2 separate regions of the Zea mays genome follow, and region 1 is linked to region 2. Evidence: chromatin contacts called from public Hi-C data. All regions are on one chromosome and are shown on one strand. Each heading gives the region's core, a stretch centred on a gene start, on an enhancer-like site or on the middle of the called end of the contact. The rest is flanking DNA. Distances are from core to core; before and after follow the strand shown.

Region 1 (2,700 bases), core at 160-2,659, 430 kb before region 2:
CAAAGGTGAATACTTTCTCCCCCCTCAGCTCAGCACTACGCTACGCTGTTGTTTATGATGCTTAGCCCAACATTTGACTTGTCCTTCCCAATTTGCTGACCGGGCCACTACGGGTAAAAAGAACAGGAAGAAAGCTGTGCATTGACCTCGAGCGCTCCACCACCGAAGCTGCGGTCCGCAAGCCTCCACCAATTCGCAGCAGGAAATGGTCTCCGCGCAACTTACCACCGGCGACGAAATACCAACGACAGGTTGATTTGAAAAAAAGAAAGAATAGGATTTGAGCGAGGGAAAAAATGGAGCAGATTAAGGTATAGTCGTAGTCTCGTAGAAGTTGGAAATGAAATCAGGACGCCTTTTAAAAAAAAAAACCAATCGTGTTCGTAGCGTCCAAATCAGTGTACCAGAAGAAGATCGAGCAATCAATCATATCCGTAGTAGCACTGTTAAGCTAGGGGGTATTGATTTGGCGGAAAGGGAAAACTGATCATCGAGGGGAGAGCGCTCACATAGAGGACGGAGAAGAAGACCCCGCGCTCCGGCCGGCCGGCGGCGGCGGGGCCGACGACGCCGAGCCTGAACCGGTTGACGTCGCGCGGATCCCATCGGACGGTCCCGCCGGCCCCGACGGCCTCCACGGCGGTGACCCCGCGCGCCCACCGCCCCGTCAGCATCTGCGAGAGCGCGCCCCCGGGCGCCGGCCACTTGACCTTGACGGCGGCGGCGGCGCCCGGCCACGCCGCGGGGAGGCCCTCCAGCCTCTCGGGTCCCACCCTGACGCCGCCGCCGCCGCCGCTGCCGGCGTGCGGCTTCCTCGCCACCACCATCCCTTGCCGGAGTCTGGATGGCTGGCTGGCCTGCTTCGCTAGCTAGCTGTGCCTTGGCCGGCGCGCGGCTGCCCGTGGCCACCGACGGGGCAGGGGGTTGCTTGCTGGCTGGCTGGCTGGCTGGCTTTCTTCCTCGTGCGTGTCGCGGGCGTTGCGCTTGCGCTGGTGTCCGGCTGTCTGTCGTGTCCGCCCAGCGCGGTTCTCGTCGCGGTCTCGGCTTCGTTAATTTCAACTGCCGCGAGGCGACACGGACAGACACAGCAACAAGAAGAAGAAGAAGCGGCCAGGGCAGCGCGGGGCCCCGCCCGTTGCGGGCCCCGGAGCCTTTAATAGCTGCCCGCAGGAGGGGTCCGGGGATATGCGCGTGCGGGGCCAGGGTGTCAGTGGGCGGAGCTAGCGTGGGCGGAGCTAGCGTGGGCAACGCGGGATTGGATGTGGACGCACAGCCCACTGGCACCGCACCACCAACCGCCGGTGCCGGTGCCGGTGCCGGTGCCGGTGCCGGTGCCCGTGCCCGTGCCGGTCGAACGGCGCGGGGGCAGCTGCGCGCCACATGCAGATGCAGAGCAAGGGAACGACAAGGGCTCACAAATCACTTGCACGTTTTTTTTTTCAACGCGGCATTTATTTGGAAATCAAAAGGGGTTCCAGACTTGCTTCCTGCACCGCGTCGCACTATTATTGGCTCCTGCTGCTGGCGTTGGTGGAGCTGTTATTACGTTGGCTACCGCTAGGTAGGATGTTTATGTTTATTTATTCTAATTGTGGGAGGGATTTCATTTTGCTTTCTAATACAGATCGAGGGACCGGATCTCCCATGATACTCTCATGCAATTATTCCCCCCTTTCCCCCCATTTTTCTGATCTTGTACGGTAGTGTTTAAAAAAAGTTTGGTGAAACGGGCCTGTACGCGCTGGGCTAGCCTTCTAGACCTCCTGACTTTGCGGTCAGGTGCTGTCCGCGTCACTCAGGCCGTACCCGTGCGATGCGAGTGTGCGTGCGTGTGACAAGGCGTACGTACTATCCCGCCCCGGTGGATTAATCTGGAGCGTACGCGTGGCTGTCAGTCCCGGGTACGCTGTCGGTTGCCTGGTCGGGGTCCCGGTGGTTGGCTGTTGCAAGGGGTTCCGTTCCGCCCCGTGGCCCCGGCCCCGTGCGCGTTCGTTTGTCCGGCCGATCCCCTTCAGCTTCAGTCTGCTGTCCTTGGTCCTTGCCTTGGAGCTTTGCGTTTTCGTTCTGGTGTGTGTCGGTGATGCAGTACTTACGACGTCGTCGTGTCAGGTTCATCAACAACCATGTACCAAACTACCGTACTGTTTGCTTAAGCGAGTAGCCAGGCGCCCAGGCCACATAAAATGTTACCGCTTTTCAGTTTTCTCCGATAGAACTCTACAGGTTGTGCAGGGACCGCGTCTTCGTCTCCTGCTGTTTTGTTTGGCCTCGATGGGGGCAGGAGAAAAATCATTTCCCTGACCACCCCGCACGTCATATTGCTCACGTGTGGAATAGCCGAATAGGTGCTATTTCAACTTTCAACAAAGTCATATGTCCTTTTCTTATTTATAGTGACGAGTTGAGCCAACCTAAGGGGGTGTTTGGTTTCTAGGGACTAATTTTTAGTCCCTACATTTTATTCCACTTTAGTTACAAAATTATCAAATATAGAAACTAAAACTTTATTTTAGTTTCTATATTTTTCAATTTATATACTAAAATGGAACAAAATGAAGGGACTAAACATTAGTCCCTAGAAACCAAACACCCCCTAAGTCCGACTCAGCTCGGTCTGACATGGTGGGAGATGAGCGGCTCGGCTCGTCTCGAGCTTAAAGATGTGGCTTTTGGTAAATATAATTACATTATTTATTAAAT
Region 2 (2,700 bases), core at 194-2,693:
TAGGCAGCGCCTAGGCGACGCCTAGGCGAGGTAGGCGGGCAAGGCACCTAGGCGTTGGACCTCCGCCTAGACGCCTAGGCGACGCCTTAAAAAAGGGTATATGTTGCATACTTGCTGCTGGGCAAACTCGCCTCGCCGTGGCGCCATGATAACCATGGCCATCCATAATGAAAACAATCATAGGGACACACTTGTAGACCAAGACATACAAGAATACACCAAGTCAGGAATCAATGTATTTGCTTCCAAGACATAAGATTAGAATGGTAAGGGCCTTCTCCGGTGTCAGGAAATCAAAAGCGCCCCCAGGCACACTAGAACACACCTTAGTAACCGGGAACTGGGAACTTAGCCACGTTCCTCGTTCCGGGAACGTTCGTTCCGTTTCGGGAACATGGGAACAATCTCGTTCCAATAATGTTAAATCCTAGTTTTAGTAGCGTACCGCGTACCACGTTCCCGTTCCTCGATCCCATCGATCCGGGAACCTGGTTACTAAGGAACACACCATAAGTCGTTGCCAAAGGCCATGTGCCTTTAAAATTCAGTGCCCTACCCGGTTTTCCTTGTAAGTCTTATAAAGTGTATACAGTTTCTTTGAATGGAATCACAAAAGTGATGAATGGCGACCACAACTTGAAATGCAACCGTATAACTCTGTTTATGTGCATGTGCCGCCATGGTATGGCTTGGACATACTTGAACACAATGCTCTATTGTATTAGGTGCTTATAGTCTGAGGGCTGCACGAAGCTCAAATTTAGTTGCATCAACACAACACTAAACTAACTCATGTAGTAGGATAAGATTTTGCGGTCTGAGTTTAGTGTCATAACTAAGCAGTCTAATCAAACATTCGACGAACACCATCACCTCCTGATTCATAACTTTTTACTTGTGTAGTTTCCGAAGGCAACAGCAGTCTCAAAATCATTACCTGGGAAGCCCACATCACGGAACTCACGCACCGGCTTGGGCACGTCGCGGCCGTCGACGGTGATCTCCCGGCGGCGGCGGTACGCCTCCACCTCTTCCTCCGTCATGCCGGCCACCGCGGGTGACTCCACGTAGAAGTTCTTCTCGAAGCGCGGCAGCCCATCTAGCTCCGAGGCCGCCGCGGAAGCGTCCGCCTTGCTCGGCGCCGAGAACGCCCTCGACCCGCCTCCGAACGCCCCCTCGCTGGATGGAACACAAGGGGAAGCACAGTCACTCGCGTCGGCCGCGGCCAGGGCTTAGGGTTCAGACTTTAGAGCCTGACCGTGGGGCGGTCAATTACCTGCGGCGGTCGCGGTAGGAGCCCGCGTCCGCAGCGCGGCCGTCGTAGCGGCTCATGGCGGCGGTCGCCGGCGGCGAGGAGGATGGCTAGGGTTTAGGCGCGCGAGAGTATGGACTATGGAGGAGCCGCGACCGGTAGGGTTTGGTTCGGTAATTGGGCGGTTGGCGCGGTGGCCTTCGGTTCCGAAGATTCCAGGAGCAAGCAAAGCAACACTCCAGGAGATGAAATTTATGATTCGAAATGAAGCCAGTGAAATCGGTGGCCACGAGCGGAGGAGAGGCACGTCGAAGGCTCGAAGAGTTTCAGTCGAGACGAGGCCCAGAAAACGTTTTCCTGGAAATACTCCAACGCAGTTGTTAAACGTATTCGCTCGGATACGTTTTGCTAATGGCAGGTGGGGCCCGCAAGTGCCACGGATAAAGGTGGGGAAAAGATCTTTGACGGCTGTGTTATCCAGTCCAGTATCCTCGACGGTCGACGCCGGCGCGAGCAGCAAATGGCCACCGCGGCGGTGACGATGACCATGGCGACGCACAACCCCCGCGCCCGCGCACCCCTCCGCGTCTGCGCCGCCTGGGACATGAACCCGGGAGCCGCCACCGTGGCCACGCCCAAGCCCTCCAAGGCCAAGGCCAAGCCGCCGCCGCCGCCCGCGACCACAACCCCGGCCCGCCCGCCTCCTCTGACCCACGCCGATCTCTTCGCGCGCTCCAGCGAGGCGCAAGGTATCGTCTCCTGTCCTCACCATATGCCCCGTGCTTTGCTTGGCGGCCTGAAGTTTCTGCGCTTTTGTGTGTTGTGTGCCTGCAGTAAGTAATAATGAGAGGGCACCAAATCGATGAGCACATTCGTAAATTCTATCGTATAAGGTTAGTGAGAGTTTGAAATGAATTATGTCAGGTAGGTTGTGTCATTGATGAGTGAGAAATGCAATTGGCTGTATTTTTTATTTAAGATAGACACCATGATATCAGAAATGGTTATGCAGGCCTCAGACATGGAGTCGTAATTCCTTATCTGCTGAAGCACCAGCTTAAATCAGCAAAGGCCTGTATACACAGACTCCTAGCAATTGGGCTGTCTGTCTTTAGAAGTAATAGGATCGGAGTTTTCATTGCCCCAACTCAGTGCAGATTTAGTGGCCAGTTAGCACTCCATAGTACCTGCATGTTTGGTTCAGTCCTCCAATAAACCGTTGATAGCATTTCCATAAACTCCCCCCCACCCCCCCAAGTTTGCACCTCTGCAGAACTGAAAGATCTTGTATATCTTATTTGCCACTCCACCTTAAGGAAAGAATAGGGATGATGGTAACTAACTAATCCGATGTGTTCAACCGTTGATAGTGTCTGCCTTTTGCAATTATTCCTCACCATAAGCTTCATGTTTGATCTGTGATTAGTATGGTTCATACAGGAGGGGTG

The links. Hi-C and Micro-C count contacts between places; a contact is called where the count stands out from the background.
Region 1: a Hi-C map of leaf mesophyll shows a contact between it and region 2, with 5 times the contacts expected there. The contact joins the promoter of LOC109944788 here to the promoter of LOC100274281 in region 2. A contact is called at or near these places in 2 of 25 Hi-C or Micro-C datasets (leaf mesophyll and tassel).

Annotation. Positions count from the first base shown.
Region 1 is chr3:5,945,545-5,948,244 of Zm-B73-REFERENCE-NAM-5.0, reverse strand. LOC109944788 reads right to left here and starts at 1,409. Exons shown (of 4, transcript XM_020550081.3): 1 at 510-1,409. The coding sequence starts at 827.
Region 2 is chr3:5,514,493-5,517,192 of Zm-B73-REFERENCE-NAM-5.0, reverse strand. It overlaps LOC100274281, which reads right to left and starts at 1,443. Exons shown (of 10, transcript NM_001148645.1): 1 at 1,277-1,443; 2 at 938-1,179. The coding sequence starts at 1,332. It overlaps LOC100193763, which reads left to right and starts at 1,686. Exons shown (of 7, transcript NM_001279875.1): 1 at 1,686-2,001; 2 at 2,693-2,700. The coding sequence starts at 1,773.